Linked DNA regions of Sus scrofa: all the other regions are linked to region 1. Evidence: chromatin contacts called from public HiChIP or PLAC-seq data. All regions are on one chromosome and are shown on one strand. Each heading gives the region's core, a stretch centred on a gene start, on an enhancer-like site or on the middle of the called end of the contact. The rest is flanking DNA. Distances are from core to core; before and after follow the strand shown.

Region 1 (2,757 bases), core at 192-2,691:
AGTACACATTTTTTTTTTTTTATGTACTACTTTGAAGACAGATGGACATAGTAAAATACTTCGCCCCTGGTCTCCTCCCCTATTCTTCTTCTTGTGTGTGTGTGTGTGTGTGTGTGTGTGTGTGTGTGTGTGCGCGCGCTTTTTAGGGCCACCCGGGGCATAAGGAGGTTCCCAGACTAGGGGTCCAATCAGAGCTATAGTTGCCGGCCTACACCACAGCCACAGCAACATCAGATCCGAGCCGCGTCTGAGACCTCCTTAACCCACTGAGCAAGGCCAGGGATCGAACCCACAACCTCATGGTTCCTAGTTGGATTCGTTTCCACTGCACCACAACGGGAACTCCTCCTCCCCTCTTCTGGTGACAACTTATAATTTAGTTTAAGGATAATTATCTATGGCAATTTGCTAGCGGTAAAAAGGGAGGGTGAAAAATAGACTGCACCCATCATCAACAGTACAGCAGTTATCCAGACAATAACGTTATTTCTTAATGTCAAGTCTCTCCAGAACTAGGCAAAAAAACTACTAAGAGTTAAAATTCACCAGGAACTCGTGAATACAATGCCTTCACAATTCCAAAGCAACAATTCGCAGAAAGCAACTCACAAAACAAAACACAGCACAATGGCCTATGAAACACTGGCCTTGGGAATGTGACCGCTTGAATGAATGCCTCCGTTACACAAGGACTTGAGGTCCTATCTTTGCATATTTTTAATCTGCAGGAACTGTACAGGATTTGCCCTCTTTAGGCAAACTGTGGCTGGGGGGAAGGGGAAGGAGACAGACTGCAAGGAAAAAGAAGAGAAATTATGGAATTTTATTAATTTCCCCGAGTTATTTCTCGCAATATACAATAGAATACTAAAGTGGCAAAGCGGGGTTGTACCTATCTGAAACAAGAGATCTCGCCGATACGTTACTGTCTCCGTTTGAATATATTAAATAAAGGAATACCGAGGGTTAAGTTTAAAACCCTGCAAAAACTCTTAAAACATCTTGGCCAAAGGCCAAGGGCCAGAAAAGTGAGAAGCGGCCAGAGTAGACTTGTAAACAGGTCAATTAAAAAAATTATTTTCGACAGCATGTCTTGGAACTGGAGCTTCCGAATTAAACAAAAGCATCTTCGACAGTAGAGTAGCAAAGAGCTAACTGCTACCTGCGACCCCCGACTCCCGGCCCTGTCCTCCCCAGCCCAACTGCAGTCTCGGGGAAGGCAGGCCCCGCGGCCTGCGCGCCCCGACCCAGCCCCGCGAGGCCTGGGTCCGGAAGGACCTGCACTCACCACAGGGCAGACGCGTCCAACACGAAACAGCAGTGCCACCAGGAGCCTCCACAGTCCCGGGAGCAACGACGCGGGCTGAACTGCCGGCTGGGCTGCGCAGTTAGAGCTCCTGGGGCCCCCCCCGCCCGCTCAGGGCCCACGCAGACGCACGATGACGTCAGCGCGCCGACCGGGTGCGCGTCACTCCCTCTGCGAGGGCGCCCCGGAGTCTGTGGGCGGAGAGCGGGACCCAGCGCGCGGTCAGCCCTCAGGGGAAGGCAGGGCTGGGCGTGAGCTTGGTGTGCTAATCTTCAATCTCGCTGCGAGAGCACTTTCCCTCGCTGTCCCTCTCATCCTCCTGAGCGGGACGTGGCGAGAGCCGTCGAGTTTGAATCTTTGGAAGCCCTGGGGAAACGCCCGGGCGCGGGTGGCGAACCTCTCCCCACGTCGACTCGCCGGGATTAGTTCCCGGCCGGATTCCTCCAATGGGACCCTCCCCTCGGCGTGGATGACGGCGTTTGAGGGTGGAGTCAGCCCGGAGGCGTTTCGGCTGCAACTAAGTAAACAGCTGTAACCATTTCCCCTTTGCAGCTGCCTGGCGTCAACCTTCCACAGCTGGCCCTGGGGATGGGAAAAAAGCCAAGTGTTGGAAAGCAGAACAGCCTCAGATTAATTTTGAAGCCTTGATTCTATAATGTTGGGGGGCATATCTATTATATAATCACTATCTTTTCTGTTTTTCTCTTCTGGAGACGAATGCATTAACGAAAAGTGTCCTATTTTCATCACTAGCAAAGTGAACACGGTGTTTCAGGCCAGGCTTCACTCCCCCTTTTTTCTGAATGTGGCTAGAACGGAATATATACATTTATGTAGATGTGTGTATATGTAAATCGTACACGAACCATAAAGGAGCCCATTTGTCCATCACATTTTAAAAGTTAACTGTCAGAAAAAAATTGTAAATACAAAATACTACCTTTACTAGTCAGGGACGTTTTCCAGCCCCCTCTTTAGCAATGGGGTGAAGACAGACAGTTGCATGCAGTATTAGTTGAATGGCGGCAGGAGAATTTTTTAATTTATGTTCTGTGAAGACACTCATTGTCAATGATATCGGATGCTTTCTTCTCTCAGGGGAACTCCAGGGGGCAAATATTTCAAAAAAAACTTCCAAATAACAAGCCACTTAATTAGGCAGCCAGGGGAATTCCGAGACCCTGAACCATTTCCCATTTCCTCCCCGTCATTTCTGCCTGCCAGTCAGTAACAGAACAGGAGGGCTTCTGTTCCAATGTTAATAGTAAAAGTATTTGTAACAGCTTGTGATACAGAGAAAAGAAATGCATGCTTGATTCCCAATGACTAAAAACTTCTTCCAAATATGCACATGAGTTTTGATAGTATTTCAGTGTTTAGTTCAAGTTACAATCTCTTGGGAAGTTACAGAACTTTCTTTTTATGTGTGGGAAAATACATATAGCAAGACT
Region 2 (2,757 bases), core at 79-2,578, 240 kb before region 1:
CTTCCCACAAATGTCTGGTAGGCTTCTCCACATTGTTTTATTCTCAAAATAGGATTCTTTATTTAAAAACATCCGTCAGGGGGTTCCTGCAGTGGCTCAGTGAGTTAAGAACCCGACATAGTGTCCATGAGGATGCAGGTTCAATCCCTGGCTTCACTCACTTGGTTAAGGATCTGGCATTGCCACAAGCTGCGGCATAGGTCACAGATGCGGCTCAGATCTGGGGTTGCTGTGGCTGTGGTGTAGGCCAGCAGCTGCAGCTCCAATTCAAACCCAACCCAGGAACTTCCATAGGCTGCAGGTGCAGTTGTAAAAAGAAAAAAAATAATAATCTGTCAGTCACTAATTGTCACATTTTGAAAGATGTTATATATATTAGAAAGCAAAGGAAAACATGTTTAAGGGTCTTGCAAATAGAGACTGAAGAGAGGGGCAACCTCTCTTCAGAGAGAGGCTTCCTGAAGGAATCACCATCAGGACTTGGACACTAATTTGGTGAAAATGATGGAAAAGGAGGAGTCAAAGATAGCAGCATGGCTCACATAGATAGAAAAATCATAGAGATTTTTTGGATACATAAAGAAAAACTCAATTTTAGATGTGCTGAATTTAAAATGATGGCAATTCTATTGGGATTCAACAGTAATAAGCCAGTGCTCCGGGGCTTCGTAGGTTATCGAATTTCCTACATGGAGGACGTAGTGAAAGATTTGAAAATAAACTGTAGTAATAATCATTACAGTAAAAGCTGACATTTTACAATGTGCTATGTGTTATGCGAAGCATTTTATAGACACCGATTCATTTAATCCACGCTGTTCTTTTCCCAGGTAGAATTTTAACCTAGGTCTACTTGACATCAGAGACAGAATCCCTGTAATAGAGCCCTAGATAAATCAGAGAAAAGAAGAGCTTCTCTTTTTTTTAAGTGATAAATAGAAAATTCTACAGAAATCACCAAAGTGAGGACTGAAGAAAAGAGATGACTGGCCAGGATAATGAAGGAAAGTCGTTTCAGCAGAGTGGTAAGGAAGAAATCCAGATCATGGAGTGAAAAGGCAAATGGTGATGGTAGATGTAGAGCATTCATTTGAGAATCTTGTTAATAACAAAGAGCTATGGTAACAGCTGGAAGAGGAAACACGGTCAAAGGAGGGTTTTTTCAAGATGAGAAATACCTGGGTGCACTTGAAAATATGAAAAGCAGCCAATGAAGAAAAAGGAAGGCAAAGCACTCTGGGAAGAAGGGACAGTACAGTCAGTAACCTCTGCTCTTAGGTGGCTCTGTTGGAATCTCACTTTTCCCAGGGTTCCGTGGGCTTGAGGAAAGCCTGCAAAACCAAAGAGGAAGTCTTCCTCCTTCAGTCTCCCTGGAGATATTTCTTTTCTGGCTATAAGGTTGCATCACTGAAAGTCAACAAATGGCACTGTATTTACTCAGACTGATTCTCTGTTATGTATTATAAATACAGACTAAGAGGCAGAAGGTGTGCTGAGATCGCTGACTCACTCTGACTAAGAACACGATTCTTCACCTCTTCACAAGTTATGGCTTATAAATATGGATCTCCACAGGCTCCTCAGACCGATATAAACAATTTAAGGACACTATGCAGAGCTTTGATTATTTTTAACCATTGTCTACGTATCGGTTTTTAATTTTACTTTTTCTTTCTTTTTAGGGCTGCATCTGTGGCATATGGAAGTTCCCAGGCTAGGGGTTGAATCAGAGCTACAGCTGCCAGCTATGGCACAGACATAGCAACGCCAGATCCAAGCCACGTCTGCAAGCTGCACCACAGCTCATGGCAATGCCGGATCCTTAACCCACTAAGCGAGGCCAGGGATTGAACCTACATCCTCATGGATATTAGTCAGATTCGTTTCTGCTGCGCCACAACAGGAACTCTGGGTTTTTAATTTTAAAGCTCTGTTTTTCTTGGGTTCAGTGAGATGGATGATGCATGTTTGATTTCTTGGCCTCTAAGACATTCTGATATAAACAGCCATGATGGTTCGAGCTCCCTGCAAATGAATGAATGGCTTCTTGGCCAATGATATGATTGTACTTCACAAAGTTTCCAGAGACAAACATTTCTATCAGTGAGACAAGTTTAGAAGGAAACTTAGCTCTATTGATAAATTCTGTTTTACATAATTAATAAATCTGCAGAGTAAAAACATGTCTTTTCAAAGTACTACAAATAATTATGAGTATTCCACAGTTTATAAAACTTTCATGTGCAGTATTTCAAGTGAACCTTTGAAGTATTAGCACAGTATTATTAATTATTACTTATTATTTGACAGAAGGAAATTAAGTCTCAGAAAAATTAAGTGACTCATACAAGATCACACACCCAATAACAAAACAAAGTCTCAAGCACCCCTCGCTTTTTTCACTGCACCAGTGTCCAGTCTCAGGGGAGAGAAGCATTAATTTTACCGAGAGCATCAATATGATAGAAAGAAGAAAGACCCCTCTTCCCCCTGAAACTAGGAAAAAGAGTGACAGAGAAAAACAGAGTCAAGGAGAGTAAGGGGTGAAGATGGTGGAAAATAAAAGTGCCCAGTCCGGCTGGATTACCTTGATAGCAAAGATGAGGAGTCTCTCTTGAAAATGAAAGACTAGGAGAATCAGCTTACACAGGTGGGGAGGGAGACAGTGCAGTACAACCAAAAAGGAACAAGAGTTCAGCGGACACAAATCTAGTCCTATAGGTGCCAGGCACCTGCTAAGCCAGAGAATACAAGGAT
Region 3 (2,757 bases), core at 85-2,584, 230 kb after region 1:
AACTTCTAATCACAGTTGAACCAGGCAGGACTCGGCCTATGAGTCAACCTGCAGTGCATTATCAAAGGCTTGTGTTAAAACCTAGGCACTGTAAGCACAACTCAGGTCCTGCGCAACGTGCAGATGTGGCTAATTTAAAAGCATTTCAGCAGACTGTAAATAATAGTCTGCAATTGGGAAGCCAACACGTGAACCTACTAGGTTTGATAAGAGTGAGGCTGCCTGAGTTCCAAGGCGCAAGGGAAGGGCAGGGGTGAAAGCACTAACTCCATAAACAACTTCCAGGAAAGTCTGGATCCTGTATTCAGAAAGCGCCGGGGCCGCGAGGAAAATAAATGCTTTCGGGAGGGGGAGGGGGAGAAAGAGCGAGAAACTAAATGGACTGGTTCAACCCCCACCCCTAATCAACACTGGAAAACAAGAGAACAATTATTTGACTCCCCAGGAGACTGAAGTGGACCGAGAGGCCCCGAAGGAAAGGGGGCCCAGGGCTCAACTTCACAAACTCGGCCGCCGCTGGCAGCTCACCCACACACAGATGCCAGAGGCCCCCCTCCCCCTTCCCGGGCCCGCGGCGGCGGCGGCGGCGGCGGCGGGAGCGAAGGTGCGGAGCGCGCGGAGGCGCGCGCATTGTGCAAGCCCACCGTGGCCCGGGCCGACTCTCCCCACCCCCTTCCTTCCTCCCCACCTCCCCCGCCACTCCCGCCAACCTCCCGGGAACCCCAGGAAGAAAGAAAGAAAGGAAAGGGAAAAGCACGCCCCCCGGGGCAGCAACCGCAGAGAAACTCCGAGGGGAAAAACAAATCTCGGCCCCGGACTCTGGGAGAAGTGGGGAGCCGCGGCCGGGCGGGCGTCTCCGGTCCCTCTGGCTCTCCGCGAGCCCCCGTCCCGCCACCGCTAGCGCTCCCGGAACCCCCCCACCGCCGGCTAGGACTGGCGGCCGCCGCTCCCGAGCGCCCCCGGGCTTGGGGCCCGCCGACGGGGAAGTGGGGTGAGGGGCGGCGAGGTTACCTGTCGGGAGTGGGATTTGGGCTCCGGTGGCTTGAAGAAGGAGTCAGGCAGCTTCCGGAGCCTCATGGGCACGGTCTGGGGCACGTTGGCCGTCTTGGGGTTCATGACGGCGTTGAAAAGCGCCTCCAGGTCGGTCTCCGAGTCCCCCCGAACGTGCACGATCTGGTGTCCGGCGGGGGGGCCTGCGTCGCCGCTTGGGACCCCGGGGGTGCCGGCTGCCCCGGCCCGGACGGCGGGCCCTGCCCCTGGGGGGGCTGCGCAGGCGGCTGCCCTTGGCCCTGGGGGGCTGGTTGAGGCGGCGGCTGCTGCTGCCCGGGATCCATGGTTTCTGCCTCCCCCGACGCGCACCCAGACTAGGCGGGCAACGGCTCCACCCGGGCGCCCCGGCTCGACGGGTCGAGAGGGGAGAAGCGGCAAGGGCAGTGGGCCAGCGGCGGGAGCGGCGTTCGCCTCGCTCTCAGGGCCGGGGGGCTGCGCCGCGGCCCCGCATCCCCCGCCCCGGCGCCTCTGCCCCCGCCCTGCGCCCGGGCTCCACTGGTCCGGCGGCTGAGCCTCGGGAGGGGCTGCCAGAGACCCGAACCTGCAGCGCCCGAGAACTTTTTTCCTTCACTCCCCTGACGGATGCCGGACAGCTAGTTGCCTTTCCCCTCCCCCTTTCTCTCTTATTTCCTTTTCGTGTTCCTTCCTTCCTCCCTTTCTTTTCCCCGGCGGCGGCTGCGCCCGACTGAGACAGAAACTTGCCTCGGACGCCAAAACTAAAGTTGAGAGAACCGCCCGCCCGAGCCGCGCGCGGCTCCGCCTCCTCGCGGCTCTTCCTTCCTCTGCGCGCCCGCCCGCACCGAATCTGTGGCCGGCCGCGGAGGGAAACTTTCCCCAGCAAGTTAACTACATTCCTGCAGACTCTGGGCCTCCAACGCCCCTCCCGGCCGCACGTGACTAGCCCGCCCGCCGGCCTGGACTCTACCGGGCTTCGGGCCGGGGCCGGGAGCGTGCCTGGGGATCCGCACCAGGAGGGCGGCTGGCCCGACGACGAATGTTGGGTCTAGACTGGGTTGGAGTTTGGTCTCTGCGGGGAACGCGGCCGCCCTTGGCCGCAGGAAGTCCTCCCGCCCGGCGCGGCCCGTTCCCCGCCAGTCCCCGGGAAAGGTTGAAAGGCTTCCTAGATGCGAAACAGCTAAGGCCGAGAGAAGTCTAGAGAGGACGTGTAAATCCACTTAAACCCTCCCCGCGTTAGCTCTACTTGACCAACTCGAGTGTCAGTATGGGCTCAAAGCCTCAGGACTAGATTGGAGCACAATGGTACCTGTAACAGACACTGATTTTAATAAGGGTCCTTTTTTTTAACGACTTGATTTTTTTAACTTATTAATATGCAAAACACACTTGAATGGAGTAAACGATTACTGTAATTTGAAGCTCGAAGACCAGATCTGTGACAAGGTAATTTACTAAACAAAAAAATTGCCTGTTTAAAAAGTGAAAACTTTTTTTAGTGCTCAAACTTGCAGCAGAGTTATGAAAACCTCAACGCAAAAAAAAAAAAAAAAAAAAAAAAAGCTTAATTTGGGTTATAAGCGGTCATCTGTGTACCTGTCATTCATCCTCCAAGGGATAGGCGCCTACCTCTTTGTTATCCCTGTGCCTGGCACAAGCACGGACTCGGTAAGCAGTAAGAAATGAACAGGTGAGAAGCTCACCCCACGCACCTGGTTCTCCTTGTGGCAGTTATAAATGCAAGGAGTCCAT
Region 4 (2,757 bases), core at 80-2,579, 150 kb before region 1:
TTAGCAATGTTGTATGGTATATTTAAAAGATGCTACCAGAGTAAATCCTAAAAGTTCTCATCATAAAGGAAAAAAAATTGTAACTATATGAGGATGTTAACGAAACTTAATGTGGTAATCATTTCGCAATAGATATGTATGTCAAGCCATTATGCTATATGACTTAAGTTTATACACTGTTGTATGTCAATCACACATCAATAAAACTGAAAGAAAAAAAAAATCTCTTTTTGTTCCCATTGTGACTCAGTGGACTAAGAACCCGACATAGTGTTTGTGATAAAGCAGGTTCGATTCCTGGCCTCACTCAGTGGGTTAAGTATCCAGCATTGCTGTGGCTGTGGCATAGGTCAGCAGCTATAGCTCTGATTCAAACCCTAGCCTGGGAATTGCCGCATGCTTAGAGTATAGCCTTAAAAATAAAAAATTTTTTAAAAATCCCTTGCATATCTAATCCTGTCTTAGCATCTATTCTTTGGAAGACCCAAACTAAGACAATTTTTTCTCATTGCATTAAAAATAACCCTAAATAGTCACTTAAAACAATAGTAATTTTATTAAATCTCATGATTTCGTGGGTCAGGAATGAGGGCAAAGTTCCACAGGTTAATTATTTTGTTCCATGGGGCAGATGGGCTGGCTTGGAGGGTCCAAGATGGGTTCACTCACACATCTGCCACTTTGTAATGGATGGCTAGAAATCTGGGCTCAGCTGGGCTGTCAACCATACACGTGGTCTCTCCAGCATGGAGAGAGGTCAGACTTCACACATATGGTTCAAGGCTCCAAGAGCAAGTCTTCCCACAAACAAAGTGAAGTAGTATAGCCCTTTCTATGTAGCCTCAGAAGTCACACAGCATCACTTTGACACTCTACTGGTCAAAGCAATCACAGCCAACCAGAGTAAAGACAAGGGGGGGACCCACTTTGGGAAGTGCCAAAGAATTTGTAGTCATGTTTTAAAACTGCCACATGGTGTCACCCTTCCTCTTAAGAAACCATCTGTCATTTAAACCAGAGGAAATCAGTTCTAACTGAAAGTATATTTGCTGCAATTAAAAGGCTGAATGGATCAGCAAAAATAAATTCTAGTTCGCACCCTCATTTGCCATCACAGCCCAGGTGTCCATACCTCAAAGAACAAAAAGAGAATTCAGAGTTAGTGCTTTACTGTTCAGGCATAGACCTGGAGACCCTGGGGACCACAATTATTTCTTTGGAGGTAAATTTTTTACTTTCTGCAAGTACAGAAGGTTGTCATGCAACGTGACCCCTGCCTACTTATTCACGGATCATTTTAGGTGTGAAAGGGTTAGTCCCATTACTAGGAAGCATAAAGAGGATGACAAATTGCACTTTGGCTTGACTCCAGCTAAGTGACATCTGTGAGCTACTGTTGCAACTTTAATTGGTGAGAAAGAAAAGTGGCATTATGATTACCAAAGAACAATGAGTTAAACTTTAAGGAACAACAGTCTTTCATTCCTAATTTCTTTTGTGAAGGCATTTTCCTTCGAATTATAGACTTTAGGACCAAGAACCTATGATTCTCCTTGCTCATAAAGTAACCAAGTAAGGGTGGACTTGTTTTCCTAGTCTTTAATAATAAGGATTGTCATTTGTTTTATGTGCATGTGTATGGGCTAAACATAAACTTGGAAGAGGCCCTGGGAACTACCTCAGCATCATAGCAAGCACATTTGACAAGCTTCTTTCTTTTTCCTCTCAAATTAGCACGTACTTTTAGCCCTGAATAAAAACAAGCAATTATTCAGAAAAGTTTGGGAACCTTAAATAAGAGTAGAATTCTATTCAAATTTAACACCTAATTATACCTTCTCATTATCTATAACTAGATCATCTTCTGTAAAGGATCTACCCTAAAGTAAGCAGATTACATCCTCTTCATCTAAGGAATCATTTAATTTATACTTTTTAAAAGCTTCTCCTCCCCCATGACATTGATATGAAAAGTGTAGTTCTTGGCAGAAAAAGTAGAGTCTATATTTAAATTGTTTTGAATTAGAAACCTAAGGATTAGCACCCTCACTGGAACAAAATTACCTAAAAAAAAATGAATTTGTTGAATGGTTGAATGAATGAATGAATGAATGCAGTGTTTGAATTAACATACTCAAAATTTTCATTTGGGGCATCTTCTAGAAGACAATGGTATAAATCAAGAATGATAGGTCTAATGGAGGCTAATTTAAATTTGAAATAGCTAAATGGTTTCTATTCAGTATATTAAGAATTAATGCTTAGAAGATGCTAATTATAACTTACTTGGGACAGATTTCCCAACAAAAATGAATCCAACTAGTATCCATGGGGATGCAATTCAATCCCTGGCCTTGCTTCATGGGCTAAGGATCCAGCATTGCCGCAAGCTGTGGTGTAGGTCGCAGATGGGGCTGGGATCTGGTGGTGTTGTGGCTGTGGCCTAGGCCAGCAGCTGTAGCTCTGATTCAACCCCTAGCCTGGGAACTTCCATATGCAGTGGGTGCAGCCCTAAAAAGAAAAAAAAAAAAAAGTATAAATTTGTGTCCTGAAAAAGTATTGGCTAGAAATTGACTTTGTTTTATTTTGTGACTTATTAGCTAAACTTTTAAAAAATTTTATTGGTATTAAATATAGTTGATTTACAGTGTTGTGCCAATTTCTGCTGCACAGCAAAGTGACCCAGTCATACATATATACATTCCCTTTCTTACATTATCTTCCATCATGGTCTATCTCAAGAGACTGGATATAGTT

Evidence for each region. HiChIP or PLAC-seq counts read pairs in DNA pulled down with a chosen protein or histone mark.
Region 2: a contact with region 1 is called in an H3K27ac HiChIP or PLAC-seq map of alveolar macrophages. The contact joins the enhancer-like site here to the promoter of LOC100622859 in region 1. A contact is called at or near these places in 6 of 47 Hi-C or Micro-C datasets (alveolar macrophages, embryonic fibroblasts, epiblast stem cells and 2 more) and 1 of 2 datasets of contacts at active chromatin or transcription factors (alveolar macrophages).
Region 3: an H3K27ac HiChIP or PLAC-seq map of skeletal muscle shows a contact between it and region 1. The contact joins the promoter of YAP1 here to the promoter of LOC100622859 in region 1. A contact is called at or near these places in 1 of 5 promoter capture datasets (liver), 1 of 47 Hi-C or Micro-C datasets (embryonic fibroblasts) and 1 of 2 datasets of contacts at active chromatin or transcription factors (skeletal muscle).
Region 4: a contact with region 1 is called in an H3K27ac HiChIP or PLAC-seq map of alveolar macrophages. The contact joins the enhancer-like site here to the promoter of LOC100622859 in region 1. A contact is called at or near these places in 1 of 5 promoter capture datasets (liver), 25 of 47 Hi-C or Micro-C datasets (adipose tissue, alveolar macrophages, blood and 13 more) and 2 of 2 datasets of contacts at active chromatin or transcription factors (alveolar macrophages and skeletal muscle).

What each region holds. Positions count from the first base shown.
Region 1 is chr9:33,040,276-33,043,032 of Sscrofa11.1, reverse strand. LOC100622859 (putative inhibitor of apoptosis) reads right to left here and starts at 1,441. Exons shown (of 8, transcript XM_013979324.2): 1 at 1,289-1,441.
Region 2 is chr9:33,283,837-33,286,593 of Sscrofa11.1, reverse strand. The region is part of intron 6 of MMP20 (matrix metallopeptidase 20); the gene reads left to right. Among named protein-coding and RNA genes, the nearest start is that of MMP20, 23 kb to the left of the region's middle. Within about 2 kb of position 1,328, at least 2 of the 83 cell types and tissues checked have an H3K27ac peak or open chromatin away from gene starts, as enhancers often do. A contact at or near this core is called in alveolar macrophages, where this site is marked.
Region 3 is chr9:32,810,206-32,812,962 of Sscrofa11.1, reverse strand. YAP1 (transcriptional coactivator YAP1) reads right to left here and starts at 1,334. Exons shown (of 10, transcript XM_021062706.1): 1 at 1,196-1,334; 2 at 1,012-1,193. The coding sequence starts at 1,334. LOC102157672 (a long non-coding RNA gene) reads left to right here and starts at 1,331. Exons shown (of 2, transcript XR_002335614.1): 1 at 1,331-2,451.
Region 4 is chr9:33,192,198-33,194,954 of Sscrofa11.1, reverse strand. No RefSeq gene overlaps it. Among named protein-coding and RNA genes, the nearest start is that of MMP7, 32 kb to the left of the region's middle. Within about 2 kb of position 1,329, at least 5 of the 83 cell types and tissues checked have an H3K27ac peak or open chromatin away from gene starts, as enhancers often do. A contact at or near this core is called in alveolar macrophages, where this site is marked.